Linked DNA regions of Macaca mulatta: region 1 is linked to region 2. The links are chromatin contacts, called in public Hi-C maps. All regions are on one chromosome and are shown on one strand. The core of a region is the stretch at or near the end of the contact, and the rest is flanking DNA. Distances in the headings are between cores, read along the strand shown. Region 1 holds the start of CHFR (checkpoint with forkhead and ring finger domains). Region 2 holds the start of GOLGA3 (golgin A3).

Region 1 (4,119 bases), core at 106-2,605, 44 kb before region 2:
CTAAGGGAGGAGACCACCCCTCATATTGTCTTACGCCCAATTTCTGCCTCCAAAGAAAGAAAAAGTAAAAACTAAAAGGCAGAAATGAAATCCACAGGCAGATAGCCCGGTGCGGCACCCTGGGCCTGGTAGTTAAACATCGACCCGTGACCTAATTGGTTCTGTTATCTATAGATTACAATCATTGTATAGAAATGCACTGTGAAAATCCCTGTCTTGCTTTGTTCCGATCTAATTACCGGTGCAAGCAGCCCCCAGTCATGTACCCCCTGCTTGCTCAATCAATCACGACCCTCTCACATGCACCCCCTTAGAGTTGTGAGCCCTTAAAAGGGACAGGAATCGCTCACTCGCCCGGCTCTTGAGATAGAAGTCTTGCCGATGCCCCTGGCTGAATAAACCCCTTCCTTTCCTTCTTTAACTCGGTGTCTGATGAGTTTTGTCTGCTGCTCGTCCTGCTACATGCCTATACCTATATATACAAATGTTTATATATGCATATACGTGTGTATATATGGTTTGTTTTACACAAATGGATGCCGACTTTTTTTTTTTTTGGTAGCGATGAGGTCTCAGGCTAATCTCGAGCTCCTGCCTAGGCCTCCCAAAGCACTTAGATTACAGGCATAAATCACTGCGGCGGGTCCTGCTTCACCCTTTTAAAACCGCACTTGGGGGCTCCTCATCAGTGCAGACATTGGCTGGTTCCTTCAAACCGCACAGACGCCCTGCGTGGACTCACCTCGCCGTGTTTACTCCGCTTTCGCCAACCTTTCACTTTCAGGGAATACCCTCTGGCGCTCTTCTCTGGAGCACACGCGTGAACGTCTCGGGATTCCAAAAAGTGGGATACTGAGGTAAAGGGTACGCGCTTTCAGAACGGGAAGACACCGCAAAACACCCGCCAAGACGTGGCCCCGCGTCCGCCCTGCCCACAACGCAGCCGCTCCCACTCCTGGAGCGCGCCCTGTGCTTCAGACTTCGGATCTGTGTGATCCGCTGTGTGCAACTGTACCCGAAAGGGTCTCCACGTGCACTACCTCGTGACAACTAAGGTGGACCGTCTTCGACTCCTAGGACTCATCCGCAGCTCAGCCGGGCTTTCAGAATCCTAAGGGCTTCCAATCCGGAAGTTCCCCGTCCTTTCTGCCCCAACATAACATGGCGCCCACCGCAGCCACTTCCGTGATCCGCAGGCGACGAAGTCTCCCGGCCAGGATCAAAGATGGCCGCTCGTCCGCCACGCGCCTACTCTCGCTGGCCACTCCCGGCTCCGCTCTAGCCGCCGCTCTCGGTGAGCGCCGCCACCAGCCAATCGCGGGGCGCAGACGCCGCTGGCCCCGCCCCGCGGATCAGCTGAGGGAGCCGCAATGTCTGTTGACAGCGGCGGCGGCGCAGCCGGTTCCGGGTTCGACGCAGGGCGGGGGTAAGCGCGGCCGGCGAGAGGGCTGCGGCGGACCGCGAAGGGGGACCTGGCTGCGGCCGTGGGAGGGGGCGCCCGCCGGCGTCTGGGCCGGGCCGCGGGGCTGCGTGGGCGCGGGCGGCCGGGCCAGGGCTCGCGGGGTGGGGCGGGCGCCGAGTCTCGGCCTCTGGGGTCGGGAGTCTCCACGGGCGTTTCCGGGGTCTCCGCAGATGTGAATCCCGATGGAGCGGCCCGAGGAAGGCAAGCAGCCGCCGCCGCCGCCGCCGCAGCCCTGGGGACGGCTCCTGCGCCTGGGCGCCGAGGAGGGCGAGCCGCACGTCCTCCTGAGGAAGCGGGAGTGGACCATCGGGCGGAGACGAGGTGCGGGGCGGGGGCGGGGGCCGGGGCCGGGGCCGGGGGCCGGGGGCCGGGGGCCGGGCCGGGCAGAGCCACCCGGTTGCGGGCAGGTCACAGGGGCGGCGGTGCAGTGAAATCTCACGTAAGAACTGGTGTTTATTCGGCGTTCTGCCCACCCACTCTTGCGCATGATTCATGCACATCATTTAGCCCTCGTTACAACTTTATAAAGTAGTTGTGTTAATATACTCTCCGGAATGCAATATTGTCACATTCGTTGCTGTACAGAGTATCTTTTCTGATTATAATGGAACAAAGTTAAAAATAACAGAAGGAAAAGTGGAAAATTCACAGATATATGGACATTAAACACTACACCCTTAAAAGCAAGCGATGGGTCAAATAAGTCTTTTCAGGGGGAAACCTTTAAAAATATTTTGAGACAAATGAAACAAAAATAGAATACACCAAAAGACGTTTAGGATGCAGCCAAGGCAGTACTCTAGGGAAATTTATAGCTGTAGTGCCTACATTAACAAAGATCTCGAGTCCCAGCCCCTAGAATATTTATTTATTTAATGAACCTGGAAAGCTAAGAACTTGAACAAAGTCATACAATTAGTGAGAGGAAGTTCCCTCAGCCTCCACATTCACTGCCTCCAGGCTCCCAAGTAACCATCTGGTAGTTTGATTTTCTCCTGTAGCCTTTGTATGGGGAGGGAAATGCACTGGTCCTGTCAACAAAAATGTTTAGTTTGTGTGAAAATTAATAAATTAGCTCTGACATTATACTTTGAAAAGGAGCGAGGATGGGAGATATGTGCTGTTTGGAAGCAAATTTCTTTTTTTTTTTTACTGTCACCCCTTATAATGTGTTTGCACCTGTTTATTTTTGTTTGTTTGTTTTTTTAAGAGTCTTGCTCTGGGCCGGGCGCGGTGGCTCAAGTCTGTAATCCCAGCACTTTGGGAGGCCGAGACGGGCGGATCACAAGGTCAGGAGATCGAGACCATCCTGGCTAACACGGTGAAACCCCGTCTCTACTAAAAAATACAAAAACCTAGCCGGGCGAGGTGGCGGGCGTCTGTAGTCCCAGCTACTCGGGAGGCTGAGGCAGGAGAATGGCGTGAACCCGGGAGGCGGAGCTTGCAGTGAGCTGAGATCCGGCCACTGCACTCCAGTCTGGGCGACAAAGCGAGACTCTGTCTCAACAACAACAACAACAACAACAACAACAACAACAACAAAAAAAAAAAAGTCTTGCTCTGTCGCCCAGGCTGGGTTGCAGTGGTGTGATCTCAGCTCACTGCACCCTCTGCCTCCTGGTTCAAGTGATTCTCCCCCTCAGCCTCTGGAGTAGTGGAACTACAGGCGTGTGCCACCATGCCTGGCTAATTTTTGTATTTTTATTAGAGACAGGGTTTCTCCATGTTGACCAGGCTGGTCTTGAATTCCTGGCCTGAAGTGATCCGCCCGCCTTGGCCACCCAAAATGCTGGGATTACAGGCGTGAGCCACTGCGCTGAGCCTTTTTTTTTTTGAGCCAGAGTCTCGCTCTGTCGCCCAGGCTGGAGTACAGTGGTGCGATCTCGGCTCACTGCAACCTCCACCTGCTGGGTTCACATGATTCTCCTGCCTCAGCCTCCCGTGTAGCTGGCATTGTAGGCACGCACTACCACGCCCGGCTATTTTTTTGTATTTTTAGTAGAGATGGGATTTCACCATGTTGGCCAGACTGGTCTCAAACTCCTGACCTTGTGATCCACCCGCCTCGGCCTCCCAAAGTGCTGAGATTATAGGCGTGAGCCACATCTCCTAGCCCAGAATTTGTTTTTCTTTCTTTTTTTTTGAGAGTCTTGCTCTGTGGCTCTGTCGCCCAGGCTGGAGTGCAGTGGCGCCATCTCGGCTGACTGCAAGCTCTGCCTCCCGGGTTTACACCATTCTCCTGCCTCAGCCTCCCTAGTAGCTGGGACTACGGGCGCCCGCCACCACGCCAGGCTAATTTTTTGTAATCGTGGTAGAGACGGGGTTTCACCATGTTAGCCAGATGGTCTCGATCTCCTGACTTTGTGATCCACCCGCCTCAGCCTCCCAAAGTGCTGGAATTACAGGCGTGAGCCACCGCGCCCGGCCCAGATTTTACTTTTGACGAACCTCAGCTTACTTTTTTTTTTCCTGGTTTGTGCTTTTTGTGTCCTGTCTGTGAAGTCCATGCCCGACCCAACGGCACTAAGATTTTCACCTGTCTTTTCCACTGGAAGTTTCATAGTTTTAGGTTTTACATTTGTCTCTGGCCATCCTTACACGACTACAATACTGTATTGATTACTATAGCATGATGGTAAGTCCGTTAAGTAATGTGA
Region 2 (4,122 bases), core at 478-2,977:
TGATTTGCCCGCCTCGGCCTCCCAAAGTGCTGAGATTACAGGCATGAGCCATTGTGCCCAGAATAATTGTATTTTTTTTTTTAACTATCAAGTTTTGAGAGTTCTTTATATATTCTAGCTACTAGTCCTTCAACAAACGTGGTTTGAAAATATTTTCTCACAGTCTGTAACTCATCTTTTCATCCTCTTAATGTGGTCTTTCTCATAAGGTTTGTTTGTTTGTTTTGAGACAGTCTTGCTCTGTCACCCAGGCTGGAGTGCAGTGGTACGATCTCAGCTCACTGCAACTTCTGCCTCCCGGGTTCAAGTGATCCTCCTCCCTCGGCCTCCCAAGTAGCTGGGACTACAGGCACGCACCACCACACCCAGCTAATTTTTTTGTATTTTTCGTAGAGCTGGGTTTCACCATGTTGGCCAGGATAGTCTCCATCTGTTGACCTTGTGATCCACCTTCCTCAGTCTCTCAAAGTGCTGGGATTACAAGGCGTGAGCCAGCGCGCCTGGCCTTTTTTTTTTTTTTTTTTTTTTTGAGACGGAGTCTCGCTCTGTCGCCCAGGCTGGAATGCTGTGGCATGATCTTGGCTCACTGCAAGCTCCACCCCCGGCGTTCTCGCCATTCTTCTGCCTCAGCCTCCCAAGTAGCTGGGATTACAGGCGCTCGCCACCACGCCCAGCTAATTATTTTTAGTAGAGATGGGTTTTACCATTTGGCTTGGCTGGTCTTGAACTCCTGACCTCAGGTGATCCGCCCGCCTCGGCCTCCCAAAGTGTTGGGATTACAGGTGCGAGCCACCGTGTCTGGTGAAAAGTTTCTAATTTTTTCATGAAGTTTACGCTATCAACTTTTGTGAATTGTGCTTGCTTGTCAGATCTAGAAACTCTTCCCCAAGCTCTAGACGTAAGAAATTGTTTTCTTCTAAAAGTTGTATAGTTTCATTCATAGATTTTACGCCTCAGTCTGTGATCATTTTGAGTTGGAATTTGCATTTGCAGATAATGGCCCATGTAAAAAATACAAGGATTTTACAACAGACAACGGCAAAACGTCAAATAAACCCTCAAACTAATGAGTTCAGCGAGGTCTCAGGATAACAAAATCAAGATAGAATTCATCACGTTTGTGTAGACCAACAGTGAATACGTAGAAAACGATGTCAAAAACGCAGTGTCACAGTTGCTTGATGTGAAATACTATACACTTCAAAGGTGCAGAATCTGTATGCTGAAATTACGAAATGCTGGTGGAAGAAATCAAAAGCCCTAAATAAATGGAGAAGCCACCATGGACGCAGATGAAGGACCGAGTCAGCGATGCCCGTGCTCCCCAAATGATCTGCAGCAGTTCCCATCAAAATCCCAGAAAGGTTCGTAGACAGGCTGTATCCAAAATCCGCAGAGATGAGCGCAACATCACAGAGGACCCCGAGGCGGCCTCCTTCCTCACAGCTGGAAGAGCGGCCTGGCGGACGAGGGAAGGTGGAAAGCCGTTCCCCAGCGCCCCGCGCCCCGCGCAGTCCAGCTTTGCCTTTTAAAGGGGAAGCAAATAGGGTCGAAAGCAGCGTCGCCTTTGAACTGGCACCTGAAGCGCGAAAGGCGCCGGCCGAGTGGAGCTGCGGGGTTGGGGCGGGGACCGGGCTAGGGCGGGCGGGGAAGTCACGCCCACACCGAGGACGGCCGCGCCCCCGCCGAGCCCCGGCCACGCCACTTCCGCCGGAAGCTCAGTTCAGCTTCCTGAAGGAGTTGGTCCTGCACGTCCGGAAGTTGTGTTTCTACGAGGGAAAGGTCCGCAAACTCCTAAGGTCACTTTCTGAAGCCGGCCTCAGGACATTCCGAGGTGAGCTCGATCCGGACCCTGCGGCCAGAGCGTCCCTGGCTCTGGGGTGGCCGCTGGCAGAAGAGGAGGACAGTCTCTGTTCCGGAACGAAGGCAGCGCGTGCAGGCTGTTTCCGGGGACCCGAGGCCGCTGCACCGCTCGCCCCGCCCCTCGCACGGCCACGTCTCTGCCGGAGCATCCGGGCCGGGCGGCCTCCGTGGCTGCCGCAGCAGCAGGGTGAGAGGCGGGGTGACGCGGCGCCTCAGGGCTCTGGTTCCAGCCGTGCTTGGGCCGGGGAGGCCCGAGGGGCTGCGGCGGAGGCCGGGCGTGGGGCGGCGGGGCCTGGGCCCGTCCCTGCAGCGTTGCGGGACGGCCCCGTTCCAGTCGCCCCCTCCTCGCTGCGGTGGCCTCGGGCCTGGGCGCCCGCTTCAGCTGCAGCGGAGCTGACTCTGTACATGCCGGTGCCCGCGAGCCCTCCTGAATGCTTGTCTGCGCCTGACGAGCGCGGCATGTCCTGAAGCTGTCCACTGCCACCGCTCGGGCAGTGCTTGTGCCTTTAGTCTGGCCCTTTGCAGCTGACAAGCGTGACTTGGTGTCGGGTGGTTCGTGGGAAGCCGGGGTTTCAGGAGTCCGAGCACTTCCTTGTTTGCCTTTGTCGCTGGCGGACTTGTCTCCATTCCAGGTGCCCAGAGCGAGTGGGGCCGGGCGTTGTCACGGGTATGAACCCGACGAATGTCAGTCGTGCGGCGGGTCCTGGTCATTGTGGGCCTGGGTCCCTGCCCCCGCCGAGCTCACCTAGCACAGGGACGCCCAGGGTCGCCACCGAGAGGGTACCGGGCGGTGGTTGGTGTGTGGGAGCCTGGGGGGCGGGCGACTTCTGTACTAAGGCCTCTATGACGAGAAACAAGCCAGGCAAAATTGTGAGAAAAACACGTCTCAGGCAGAAAGTTTGAAGATCCTGAGGGCGGAGAAAGGTTGGCGTTTTAAGGCGGAGAATGTGGCTGGAGTGTAATGGCACAGGGGGAAAGCGATGGAGGTAAGGATGTTGGTGTAGGCAGGTGCTGGATTGGTGAGAGATTGGAGTTTATTGTCACTGGGACAGTGTAAGCCATTTACAGGTGACTCGTGGATTTTTTTTTAAGAGACTGGGTGTGTTGCTGTATTGCCCAGGCTGGTGTGGAACTCCTGGCCTCAAGCGATTCCCCCACCCCAACCTCCCTAAGTGCTGGGGTTACAGGTGTGAGCAGCCACACCCGTCGTCGTGGGTTATTTTGAATTGTCTTTTAAATGACATGAACATAGCCCTTTATAACCCTTTAATAGCTTTCCGGGCAGTATAGAAGGAAATAAATCATTTGACTTTACTCAGATTGAAGAGGAGCTTCCCCCCCCCCGCCCCCCCCCCTCCCCCCGCCCCATTGCCTTAAGAAATAGTAGCATGGCCGGGCGCAGTGGCTCACGCCTGTAATCCCAGCACTTTGGGAGGCCGAGACCATCCTGGCTAACACGGTGAAACCCCGTCTCTACTAAAAATACAATACATTACCCGGCCGTGGTGGCGGGCACCTGTAGTCCCAGCTACTCAGGAGGCTGAGGCAGGAGAATGGCGTGAACCCAGACAGTGGAGCTTGCAGTGAGCCAAGATCGCGCCACTGCTCTCCAGCCTAGGTGACAGAGCAAGATTCAGTCTCAAAAAAAAAAAAAGAAAATGTAGCACTTTCCCACGTGAGAATGCCTTAGGTTGGCTTTTACTTAGCGATTTTGACAAGCAACAACTAAAGGGAAAATCATAATTACTGCCATTTTATTGAGGACATGGGACAGACTCTGTGCCTTGTTGTATTTAATCCTGGCAAAATTTTGCACTCATTTTCTCGTTGTTTTACGGGAGGAGACAGGCTAAAAGTGGTTAAATCTTTAGCCCAGGATCTCACAGCTAAGTGGTGGAGGGTCGGGAGCTGAGGCCGACTTCCAAGCCTGCCCTTTACGTCTCTGCAGTGACGTGAGGCTTGCTTTTGGTTTTCACTTTGTGTATAGATCTCTGTTTACTTTTGGATACTAGTGTGGCCTCCACCAGGTACTGTCTTCCTGGGAAATCGTGTTTGGTCTTTGGCTGTGCTCTGTTGTTTGTCATACCCGATAGGACAGCTGAAACGAGGTGGAGTAGATGGAGCCGTGAATGTCTGTATACAGAATTCAGGTGTGGGGGAAGCAGAACGTCCTGTAGGTGCCTGAGGTGGTGGTTTTGCAGTGTGAAGTCCCTTGATGTTACCCAGCTGTGAACCTAGGGTTGTGTGTACCTTTCCGAG

What was found. Hi-C and Micro-C count contacts between places; a contact is called where the count stands out from the background.
Region 1: a Hi-C map of blood shows a contact between it and region 2, with 2.2 times the contacts expected there. The contact joins the promoter of CHFR here to the promoter of GOLGA3 in region 2. A contact is called at or near these places in 2 of 14 Hi-C or Micro-C datasets (blood and fetal cortical plate).

What each region holds. Positions count from the first base shown.
Region 1 is chr11:140,244,287-140,248,405 of T2T-MMU8v2.0, reverse strand. CHFR (checkpoint with forkhead and ring finger domains) reads left to right here and starts at 1,355. Exons shown (of 18, transcript XR_013401726.1): 1 at 1,355-1,426; 2 at 1,633-1,783.
Region 2 is chr11:140,200,516-140,204,637 of T2T-MMU8v2.0, reverse strand. GOLGA3 (golgin A3) reads left to right here and starts at 1,727. Exons shown (of 24, transcript XM_028830242.2): 1 at 1,727-1,834.